Linked DNA regions of Mus musculus: regions 2 and 3 are each linked to region 1. Evidence: chromatin contacts called from public ChIA-PET and Micro-C data. All regions are on one chromosome and are shown on one strand. The core of a region is the stretch at or near the end of the contact, and the rest is flanking DNA. Distances in the headings are between cores, read along the strand shown. Region 1 holds the start of Slc19a2 (solute carrier family 19 (thiamine transporter), member 2). Region 2 has its middle 25 kb from the start of Mettl18. Region 3 holds the start of Sell (selectin, lymphocyte).

Region 1 (3,382 bases), core at 280-2,779:
TTATATCCTGCCAGTCTGAAATGGGTCTGGTAGTGTCACCTCTTGCTCTGACCTGGCATGCCAAGTTATTGAGTTAGTTGCTCCTCAGAAGTGATGACTGACAGGAAATGACAGGGAGGCTTAAATGGGAGTCATATTCTACAGCCACCTGGGCAGGGAAGCAGCGCGGTAAGGAAGGAAACCGGGTATAGGAAGAAGGTGGCAATTATTCAGCATCCACTCATCTGACAGTAGGGAAAAGACATCGGACCTGAGCTTTCACTCTTTTGGATACTCAAGGAAAGGGTCCTGGAGCAGCAATCTCCATCTACAAGCTCCTCTGACAAAACCAAGTGCCGGGATAATGAGCTTTAATCACAGGAGTTAGGCACATTTCTGAAGTATACTATGCACTTCTGTGGTGCTGTGCGTACAAGTTTGTATCTTGAATAAATGTCTGCGCAGGAGTTCTTGGTCATGGCCCATGTGCATCACAGCCCTCAAAAACACCTGTACGGAGGATAAAACCTGTAGGTGAAGCAACACTTCACCATCCGAGAAAAGCTAAGTACCAATTATATGACACCGTCTGTTTTCATCCCAGAGACGGACTTCAGAGGGTGCAGTAAATCTTTGGACACAGTCTTACCTAATCAAGCACCCATATTCGGATGGCGTACTACTGTCCTGTATTGTCCTTCTGTAATAGCGCGTATCTATCTTGTCAGGGGTAAACAAAGTCAAGGAGGGGAAGGAAAGGGGGACCCTCTCACAAAAACAAAGCCAAATAACATCCATCCATATATACATACAAACACTCATATGTACATATTCTACTGAAAGTCGAGTTTACTGTTTTCTTTATCCACGCACTGTCCCCGGTCCCCAGCAGCTCCCACAGGACTTGTCCGGGCAGAACCGGGTTATCCACATACGGCCTGAAACACACATGCACGTGGGCTGCGGCCCATCTTGCTTAGTCTCGCACGGAACGTGCTAGAAACGCAAAGAGTAAGGCCACTTTTCCAAGCGAGCAGAAATCCGAACAGATATCTGCGTAGCCCGCTCCGGGACTCCGCCGCCAGACCCTCCACAAACATCTGACATGCTCGGCCTCCCCGCCTGCCGCTCCTGCCTACCTGTCTCTCGGTCAAGTTCTTGTCGGGTCCCAGAAGGTAGGGCGTGAGGAACGGCTCCGACGGCCGGAGGTTTGCGAAGAAGCCGTAGGCGCAGAGCAGCGCGGTCGGCAGGAACCAGCACTCGCGAGGGACGCGGGCAGTACGCAGAAGCATCCTGGCCGCCGCCGCCGCCGCTCGTCTGGACACCCTGGCTGGCACGTCCATCCTGGGCGCGAGGGGCTGGACGCCGACACGGCCCCCTCCTCCTTCTCGGCCAACGGGAGGGCGCCCGAGCCGCGAGCCCGCGCGGGCACCTGTAAGCGTGCGCGACGCCGCCTCGCGCCAGGGTCAAGGTGCTTGGAGTCCCCACCGCCCGCCGGCGGCCACAGCTCGCTAGCCGAACGCCCTTTCCCTAAGTCCGCCTCCGGGTCTGGCCCGCCACCCCGCCTGGCCCCGCCCCCACGCCCCGCCCCGACCGCAGAACGCCCTTTCCCTAGGTCCGCCTCCCGGTCTGGCCCGCCTCCGCCTGGCCACGCCCCACGCCACGCCCACCCACAGCAGACGATCACTAGCCACGCCCCCGGGAACCTCCTCCTCGCCAATGCCTCCCGGCCGGAGCCAACCTCCCTGCTTCCCTATTGGCCAGTGGCTCAAAAGACAGAAAGGCCGCTTGGGGCTGCGCGCCCGGGCTCTGACGTGAGGGGTTCTGGGACATCGGACTTTTAGGGGCCATGTCTGGACTCTGTGGCGAGGACCCTACACACCCTCCCTGGTCGGATCGGTCACCAGGCATTTTCCGATCACACGTCCGGAAGGCTCCCTAGAGCGGGATCCCCGGATGTGTGCTTCATCGCAGCGAGTCTGCTCAGTCTTATCTGCCAACCTACTGATGTTGGTCCTCTGCCCGGGACACATGATGACACAGGCTTGCAAACCTTTAACCTTGAGGCGGGAGAATGCAATCCCTGGGCTCCAAGAGCTTTTTGTTGTTGTTGCTGGGTTTGATTTAGTTTGCTTTTTTTTTTTTTAACATTGTCTTTAAATGTGGTAGAAAGACACAAGCTGGACCTGAGAACTGAGATTTGGGGCCTTTTACTATAGACAGAAAGAAAACGAGGATGACCGAGTTAATCAGCAAGAGGCTTTTGCTTTATTTCGTCACTTTTTGTTGGCAGGATACAAAGAACAATTAACTAATATATCCTATGGAAAGGAAATCGCCCTAAAAACCTAGGCCCTAAAATGGGCTCAAGGTTTCAGGAAGTGTGCCGCTCACGAAATACCCACAGGGTTCAAAAGTAAAAGCAGCTAACCCCCACCCTACACTGGGAGGTTTCTGTCTTCTCGGTCCATCCAGACAGGCTAATCACCCCGTCTTTCTCCAAGGGAGCCTGCACTCCCCCTTTCCTACTCTTGGCTACAAAATCTGGCTCAGACCATGCGCTGCTGGCTCTCCAGCACCTCTGGTCACAGCGACTCCCAGTCTTGAGATTCACCTCTCAGACTGCTGTTGTTAGTGAGGGCGATCTGAATTTTCATTCTTTCATTTCTGCCTGGGTCACTGCGTCTCCAAGGAGAAGGACCAACTAGACACCTGAGGGCTGGCAGGCAGGACTGAAAGGGCTCACTGTGCGAACCTCCTGGGTTCCCATTGAGCGATCCTTCACTAAAACACTTCACTAAAACAGAAAAACGAGGCAATAAGAGGGCAGGTTGTTGTCAGAAGTTTTTCAAGGGCAAACCGTGGCAGGAATCCCCAGCGCTTTCTTTCATCGCCCTCTGCATGACTTTTTGCTGGACTCACAGACTGACTCTGTCCCAATATCAGCAGAATCGAGCTGCACGAGTGAATACACAAAATGTGTGCGTGGAGCAATTTGCCAAAATGCAAGGTGTGGTGTTGACATCTTTCAGAGTCTTTTGAAGGGCTGGCTAGGAAGACTTTATTCCTTTTAGCCTCCAGAGGCTATATAACCTGTGATGATATCAGTTTGTAAGCTAAAAGAGAGTGTGCCTGTGTGCTATATTTCAAATTTTCTCGGTTCAATTTACTAAATTGATAATATCAACCGTTCTAAGTCACCAAAATCAAACGTCTCCTCGATGACAAGAGCTCCGAGACCAAAAAGCTTGAGGATGTTTGGTCTATTAAATGTGTAGTCACCTAAATTTCCACCATCATATCAGTTTCTCTTCACAACTATAGAGATAGAGCTGGAGCAGTTAGTTCTCCTGGCTGCCTTGCACGGACATGTATTTTAGTAGAGAAAAGGGAAGAAAAACAA
Region 2 (3,382 bases), core at 521-3,020, 230 kb after region 1:
GTGGACATCTAATCAAGTTTTTCTAAATCTAAACAAGATTTTCTAAATCTAAACAAGATTTTTTTTTCATCAAGTGATGTGTGTGAGTTATGCTATTTAGAAAGATAAGGGAAAAGATGATAATTTGAGAGTTACTTATACATGCATTGTAGTGGAAGCTGGGGTGAGGATGAGCTAAGTAGGTAAAGATGAGAAGGGATGAAGGGGCCAGGGGATGCAGCTCTGTGCTAGCATGCACCCTAGCATGCACAGGCATGAAGGCAGAGAGGTCCTAGACTTCAGGGGTGCATTTGAAGAGGTAGAGCAGTGATAACAGAAAGTCAAAGAGGCTGAGACCGAGTGTTGAGGCTGGCCAGTGGCTCACATGTCTGGGTTCAAACCTGGAAGGCATCTTGGAACTGGAAGAAAAGAGGGAGCCTAGGCGAGTTGAGAAACAATGGAACTAAGACATGCTAGTCTGTTCAAGGTTCAAATTTTTAATGGCGGACACGCTTTATAAAAGAGGGGGGGAAAGTCCATTCCTGTCAATTCACCCTTGGAGCCTGGAACCAGCTGCAGGTGATGACGTGCAGAATAGGGCGTAGTTTCCAGAATAGCTCGGGGGGGGGGGGGGGGGGGCTCTCAGCAGGTAGCAGTATCTTGAAGAGGAACAGTGGCAGTGGCAGAACAATAGAGTGATCTAGGGAGGAAGGCTCCACCCTAGATAATCTCCTTAGTGGCATCAAGGTTGAGTTCTGGTTTAGCCTGCTTCAGGCTTATGGAAGGCTACAACTGAGCAGCTGCTGAAGCAAACAGGGAAGCCAGAAAGAGACATCAACAGAAGACAAAGGAAGACAGAGCTCCAAATAAGCAGTCACTGACTCCTGAGGGTTTCTGCCATGTAAGTCCAGAATAACCATGGGACTTGGGAATATAACGGTCTTTTCAGTAAGCTCTTCGAGTGGCGCTGTGAGACAGAAGCCCAACTCAAATGTCAAATGAATCATGAAATTAGAAAGTATAAGTTGCAAATCGACAACTCTTTAAAGGCAGGTGTGTGTGTGTGTGTGTGTGTGTGTGTGTGAGAGAGAGAGAGAGAGAGAGAGAGAGAGACAGAGAGAGAGAGACAGAGAGACAGAGAGACAGAGAGACAGAGAGACAGAGAGACAGAGAGACAGAGAGACAGAGACAGACAGAGACACAGAGTCACACAGAGGGAAATAAAATTTTGCATGCCATGTTTCTCTAGAAGAAAGAGAACTACTTTGAGAGCAGGTGCAATCATACATGCACTGTTTACTCTACCCCAGCATCTGGTGCCCAGCTCCCTCTTCAGTGTGTCCTCATTTGCCCAAGGCCGGCAGGTAGATGGACAGGTGAGAGGCTTGTGATTTGCCATGGAGACACCAACTGACAGCAGACATAAACAAACTGGAGAGATAAGGATTTCAATTTTCACACTCACGTTGATCCCAAAGAGACATGAACAAGCAAAACACAGGATATGTGCCGGAAATTGGTATCAATTATTGGCTTGAAAGTTTAGCATGGGCTCAATGATCCTGATGTTTTTTGGGGGACATTTTTTGGTGTTTTACTACTTGTAACTAATCATCTTTAAAAACTGCTTTCCATCCAGCACAGAAAAATCAAAATTCTTTAGAAAACTCGAGTTCTAATCGAGTTCTCAGAATCAATCATTGCTGCCCACAGCGAGAAAACCATTGTTGTACTGACAGGTCTAGATATGGAGGCTTGCTTTCAGGAGATAATTTCCATAACAATCAGACAACAGTCTTCAGTGACTAACACGGAAAGACAAAGGGTATTGGCTCAATCCTGTGTGTGCTATAGCTGCCTCTTGACCTTCTAAATGGCCAAATTCATCCATTAACCACTACTGGGTGACTCAGGAAAACTTCACTACTTACTTTTATAAACTATGGCGGGAACGGACACAGGAAATTCTCAGAATTGAAAACGAGAGTTGGTCATTTTTCAAGTAGAACCCCTTTTCAGAATAACTGCTGCGGAAATGCCATGCAAGTGAGGTTAATTCTTTGGAATTCCTTTAGGGTGAGACATGTTAAACATAACACCTTGTTAGGATAAATTAGAAGTTTTGAGTTTTGAACTTAATTTATGTCAAGAAGTCCCATAAAGAAAGTTGAAACGCAAATGAAAAACAGAAAAAAAATCTATTATACACACGCATGTGGGCAGGCACACACTTATTTACAAATGTACAAAGACCTGCTCCAACCTCAAAACAATGGATGTTCCCTATGTCAATATTTTCTTTTTTTTTTTTTAAGATTTATTTATTATTATATGTAAGTACACTGTAGCTGTCTTCAGACACTCCAGAAGAGGGCGCCAGATCTTGTTACAGATGGTTATGAGCCACCATGTGGTTGCTGGGATTTGAACTCTGGACCTTCGGAAGAGCAGTCGGGTGCTCTTACCCACTGAGCCATCTCACCAGCCCTATGTCAATATTTTCTGCCTTCTTTTTCCATAGACACCATAGTGTGGTTCCTGGACCAACTGTATAGGGTGGGGGATGTTATTTGAGACATTAACTCATATGAAGTTGTGTTTGCTAAAGAAACCCAAGGTGGAACACTGTCTGGCCCCACAGCAGGCTCGATGCATCATCTCAGCTGTGGTGGGTCAAGGGCAGGGTGGTGTGTATGGACAGGGAAGTTTCTGGGCTCCCGTTCCATCTCTGCATCTGCTTTCGTCACAGTAAATCTCACAAGGTTAAAGTTCACTAATCATGTTAAGACTGCAGATGAGAAGTTGCTTTGTAAACTGTCAGCTGATACTATACATTAGCTTCTTTTCTTGAAAATGCAAGAAAAAGGAGCTATGAGTTGACCGTTAGTGAATTAAGGGCTGTCTGGTGACGCTATCTGTTCGGCAAACATTTCCTGAGCACCTCTTCTACATACGAGATTGAGAACTGGATCTTACCACATGGTTAGAGTGTAATTTCACTTAATCCTCACAGTAAACCTGTGAGTTTAGTTTTACAGTCTACGGTCTAACTAATACTAGGTCCAGTGAGATAGAGCGGCTACAAAAAAGGCTCAGGGCAATACTGTGGAGAAGGCGCTGAGCCACTTGTCGGAAACGTGGATCATTCTTAAAGCGTGTGCTACTGCTGCTTGCTGCTTCCTCGGGTGAAAACTGGGAAAGGGAAGGGTCATAAAACCAAGAGAAGGTGGGCTTTCCACAGAAGGGAAACATCCAGAAGAGCTGTCTGCCTTACCCGAAATTATGAGTCTGAAAATACACTGGGTGGGGTATTCATTAACTTTCACCCTTGAGGAACAATAGAAGCCAATCAAGGACAATCAGTCATCTGTGGAGCCTGCAGAGAAACTGAAAAGGAGAAAGA
Region 3 (3,382 bases), core at 486-2,985, 190 kb after region 1:
TGATCATACTTTACTGTGCATGTATGAAACTCTCAAAAGCAAAGAAAAATTTATAAAAACAAAGAGAGGGTGTGTTCACTTGTTCTGAGCTGAAAGTCCAGGTGAGAGAAGAAGGAGAGCTAACATAAGTTAGCTCAGACAATGGTTCAAATTTATTGATGAAGAGTCTCTAAGGCTTAAGCATAAAACATGTAACATCAAAAGAAAGACACAAAAGCCCCTAAAATAAAAACAAAACCCCAGCCCTCAGGCAGCCCACGCTCTGGACTGTGGAAGTTCATTTTGGGCACAGCAAACTATTAATAGAAAATGAAATGTAGAATAAGCATAACGTGCCTTATTAGAGGTTTGTCAATTAACTGTACTCCTTCCTAACAGAGGACTATTGTGTAGATATCAGGATTTGGGCACATCACTAGAGAATGTCAATGCTAAGCTGGTATTAGGGGGACTCAGAAAAGTTCTGAAGGTCAGAGAAAGAATGAGAGTCCTTAAAAGAATTAATAGCCAAAAATAAAAAATACAAAAACAAAAAAAAAAATAAAACAAAAAAGCAACAAAAAAAAGAATTAATAGCCATCTACCTGATTGTATTCCCTGCAACTATGTACTTTCAATGAATATTTAAGAAAAGAACAATCACTGCCTAAGGCTTAGCCAAAAACAAAGGACATACCACAACAGAGCAGTGTCCAGACCCACAGCTTCAGGATGTTCCTCGAGCCCCAGTAAGTACCCTCACATCTCCATGGAAACACCTGTAAATGAAGTGCAAAATATTTAAACTCTGAACTGCAAACTTATAGCACCATGAGGCAGTGCCCTGGCACTTCTTCAATTCACAGATAAAGCCCATCAGCCCACTATCAACCGTATCCAAGGTAAACTATTTGGGGGGGGGTGGGTGTCATGGCTGAAAATTATGGCATCTACTTCATTACACACTGGTACACTACTTTATTTCATTTTCCTTCCAGGTTTCAGTCCCAGGTTGTTGATCATGATTAATGTTATGCTTTCCGATATTTCGGTATTCTTTGTACCTACTTTTCGACTGAGCTTTAAATCAAACAGAATCTTAATTTTTTTAATGCTCTTGTTTTTAATGCTCTTGGGGTCTAATGAACCAGTGACACTCACATTTGCCTTTCACGCTGGGTCATGAAGGAGCCATACCTCAAATATATGAAAGAATGATGTAGCCAGAAGCCAGGAAAGGCAAGCATTGCTTTTTTCAAGTAAGAAGCAATATATTTTTAATAACTCAAACAACAAAGCCATAGGCTTTCTGCACATCTTAAAACTGTAGTTTTGGATGTATATCACTCCTCAGGGAGTCACTCTGTGTCACCGCAAAGGTCTAATCTTATCTGTGCCCCTTCCAGCATTCCATCAAAGCAAACACCAAGGGAGAAAATCAGCAAGAAAGAGTCTAGAGTCATTTTCTTGAGACAGCATGCGTAGGGGTTTTGTTGTTGTTGTTGTTCTTGTTCTTGTTTGTTGGTTTCTATATTTCTTAAACGCAGAAATGATAGCTTCTTGCCCCCTTGCCACCTGCCTCTTCAACCCCAAGGAAAATTTTGAATATCTAGAGATCTCTTATAGGCTGGGATGCTCACCATGGCTTGCTGGGTCTCTCTGCAAGTCTCTCTGCAGGCCTCAGCCTCCTGCACCTGGGGCTCAGAGTTCTTGCACAAGGAGGGCGTGCTGCGCTCAGGAAGAATGTGCCAATGTCACCAGTGGGGTTTGCTTTCTTTCATTTCTCCAGCCCAGCCTCACATCCTCCGCCCCCAATTCTTCCTCTTTCTCTTCTCTCTCTCTCTCTCTCTATCTCTCTCTCCCCACCCCTTTCCTAATCTGGGCTCAATCATTTGCCCCAAGAACACAGTAGTGGACCAGAAGCTATGCCCCCTGCTCAGGATATCCCCAGTTTGGAAGGAGGAAAGGAAAGGGAGAGATATTGTAATTATATTATAATCCCCCAAATTAAAAAAAAAAAATAGAAAAAAAAAAAAGAAGCAATGGCAACTGGATTCTTCCCCACATCCTCTTAGTCCTTTCTGGTTACCTATGCCTCCTTCCCGTCCCTTCCCTTCCCTACCCTTCCCCTCCTCTACCTTCCCTTCCCCTCCCCTTTTTTCTCCTCCCTTCCCTTCCATTCTTCTCCCTTCCCACCCCACTTTCCTTTGTGTTCCTTGTTTTGTTTATAAACTCCCGACCATGGGGTAGGGGACCCTGGTCGTACCATAGATTAAAAACTTATTTCAGAGCTAGTTCACTTGCTCTTGAACTTCGGGAGCTTTCTGGAAGACTTGACCCAACTTAGTTCCTCTCCTTCCTCTTTCCTCGTTCACCCCCTAGTGGAAGTCCTTGTTAATGGCTCTTCTGAAAGCAAAATCCTAAATAAAATCCCAGGGCTCTAACTTAGAGAGGTTGGGGGACCTAGAAATACCTTGAGTAGAAAGTGTGAAGAGGGTAAGACAGCATATAAAGTTTGAATTCAGCCATTCAAAAGCAATCTGGAGGAAGTCACTGACATAATAGTATTTAAACTGTAAGAAAGTTAGTAATAATGACAAAAAATGGCATGTATGTGTCAACATACACACAGACACACACACACAAATATAATGTAGTAGCAACAATAACAACACTAGAACTTAACAGGTCATCTTAATTACCTTTGAAAGTCTAAAATGGGGCAGTGGTGGCGCACGCCTTTAATCCCAGCATTTGGGAGACAGAGGCAGGCAGATTTCTGAGTTCAAGGCCAGCCTGGTCTACAGAGTGAGTTCCAGGACAGCCAGGGCTACAGAGAAACTCTGTCTCGAAAAACAAAAACAAAAAACAAAAACAAACCAAAAAAAAAAAAAAGCTGAGCAGTGGTGGCGCACGCCTTTAATCCCAGCACTTGGGAGGCAGAGGCAGGCAGATTTCTGAGTTCGAGGCCAGCCTGGTCTACAGGATAACCAGAGCTATACAGAGAAACCTTGTCTCGGGGGGAAAAAAAAACCTAAAACAAAACAAAATAATAATAATAATAAAAAAGAAAGTCTAAAATGCTACAGAGGAGTAACTATTACTAGTCTCATTTTTTAATGTATTTGTTCTTAAGTAATTTCATAGTTCCTTGGTGCTTAATCCACCCCCATCTCCCACTGCTTGTCATTCCCTGGAAACTCACCAACATATCCCCCAACTTCACATGCTTGCTTGCTTCTTTATAATCTATGGAGTCTAAGTAGTCTTGCTTGTTGGAATGTTTACTGGTCTTTCTGGCTTGAACTCATTCAGATAACCATGCCTATCTCTGTAGTATTTTAGACTTTCAAAGGTAATTAATATGACCTGCTAACTTGTAGTGTTGTTATTGTTATTACTA

What was found. Hi-C and Micro-C count contacts between places; a contact is called where the count stands out from the background. ChIA-PET counts read pairs in DNA pulled down with a chosen protein or histone mark.
Region 2: a Micro-C map of embryonic stem cells shows a contact between it and region 1, with 2.8 times the contacts expected there. The contact joins the enhancer-like site here to the promoter of Slc19a2 in region 1. A contact is called at or near these places in 2 of 484 Hi-C or Micro-C datasets (CD8 T cells and embryonic stem cells) and 3 of 115 datasets of contacts at active chromatin or transcription factors (the SCID.adh cell line, extraembryonic endoderm stem cells and large pre-B cells).
Region 3: an RNA polymerase II ChIA-PET map of memory CD8 T cells shows a contact between it and region 1, with 120 read pairs. The contact joins the promoter of Sell here to the promoter of Slc19a2 in region 1. A contact is called at or near these places in 1 of 39 promoter capture datasets (the 3T3-L1 cell line), 3 of 484 Hi-C or Micro-C datasets (CD4 T cells, Th1 cells and regulatory T cells), 2 of 115 datasets of contacts at active chromatin or transcription factors (the SCID.adh cell line and memory CD8 T cells) and 1 of 9 other capture datasets (adipose tissue).

Annotation. Positions count from the first base shown.
Region 1 is chr1:164,247,193-164,250,574 of GRCm38.p6, reverse strand. It overlaps Slc19a2 (solute carrier family 19 (thiamine transporter), member 2), which reads right to left and starts at 1,529. Exons shown (of 6, transcript NM_054087.3): 1 at 1,119-1,529. The coding sequence starts at 1,322.
Region 2 is chr1:164,018,364-164,021,745 of GRCm38.p6, reverse strand. No RefSeq gene overlaps it. Among named protein-coding and RNA genes, the nearest start is that of Mettl18, 25 kb to the right of the region's middle. Within about 2 kb of position 1,770, at least 17 of the 459 cell types and tissues checked have an H3K27ac peak or open chromatin away from gene starts, as enhancers often do. A contact at or near this core is called in embryonic stem cells and extraembryonic endoderm stem cells, where this site is marked.
Region 3 is chr1:164,060,429-164,063,810 of GRCm38.p6, reverse strand. Sell (selectin, lymphocyte) reads right to left here and starts at 1,735. Exons shown (of 9, transcript NM_011346.2): 1 at 1,620-1,735; 2 at 677-758. The coding sequence starts at 1,622. Gm51665 (a long non-coding RNA gene) reads left to right here and starts at 819. Exons shown (of 2, transcript XR_003948100.1): 1 at 819-881.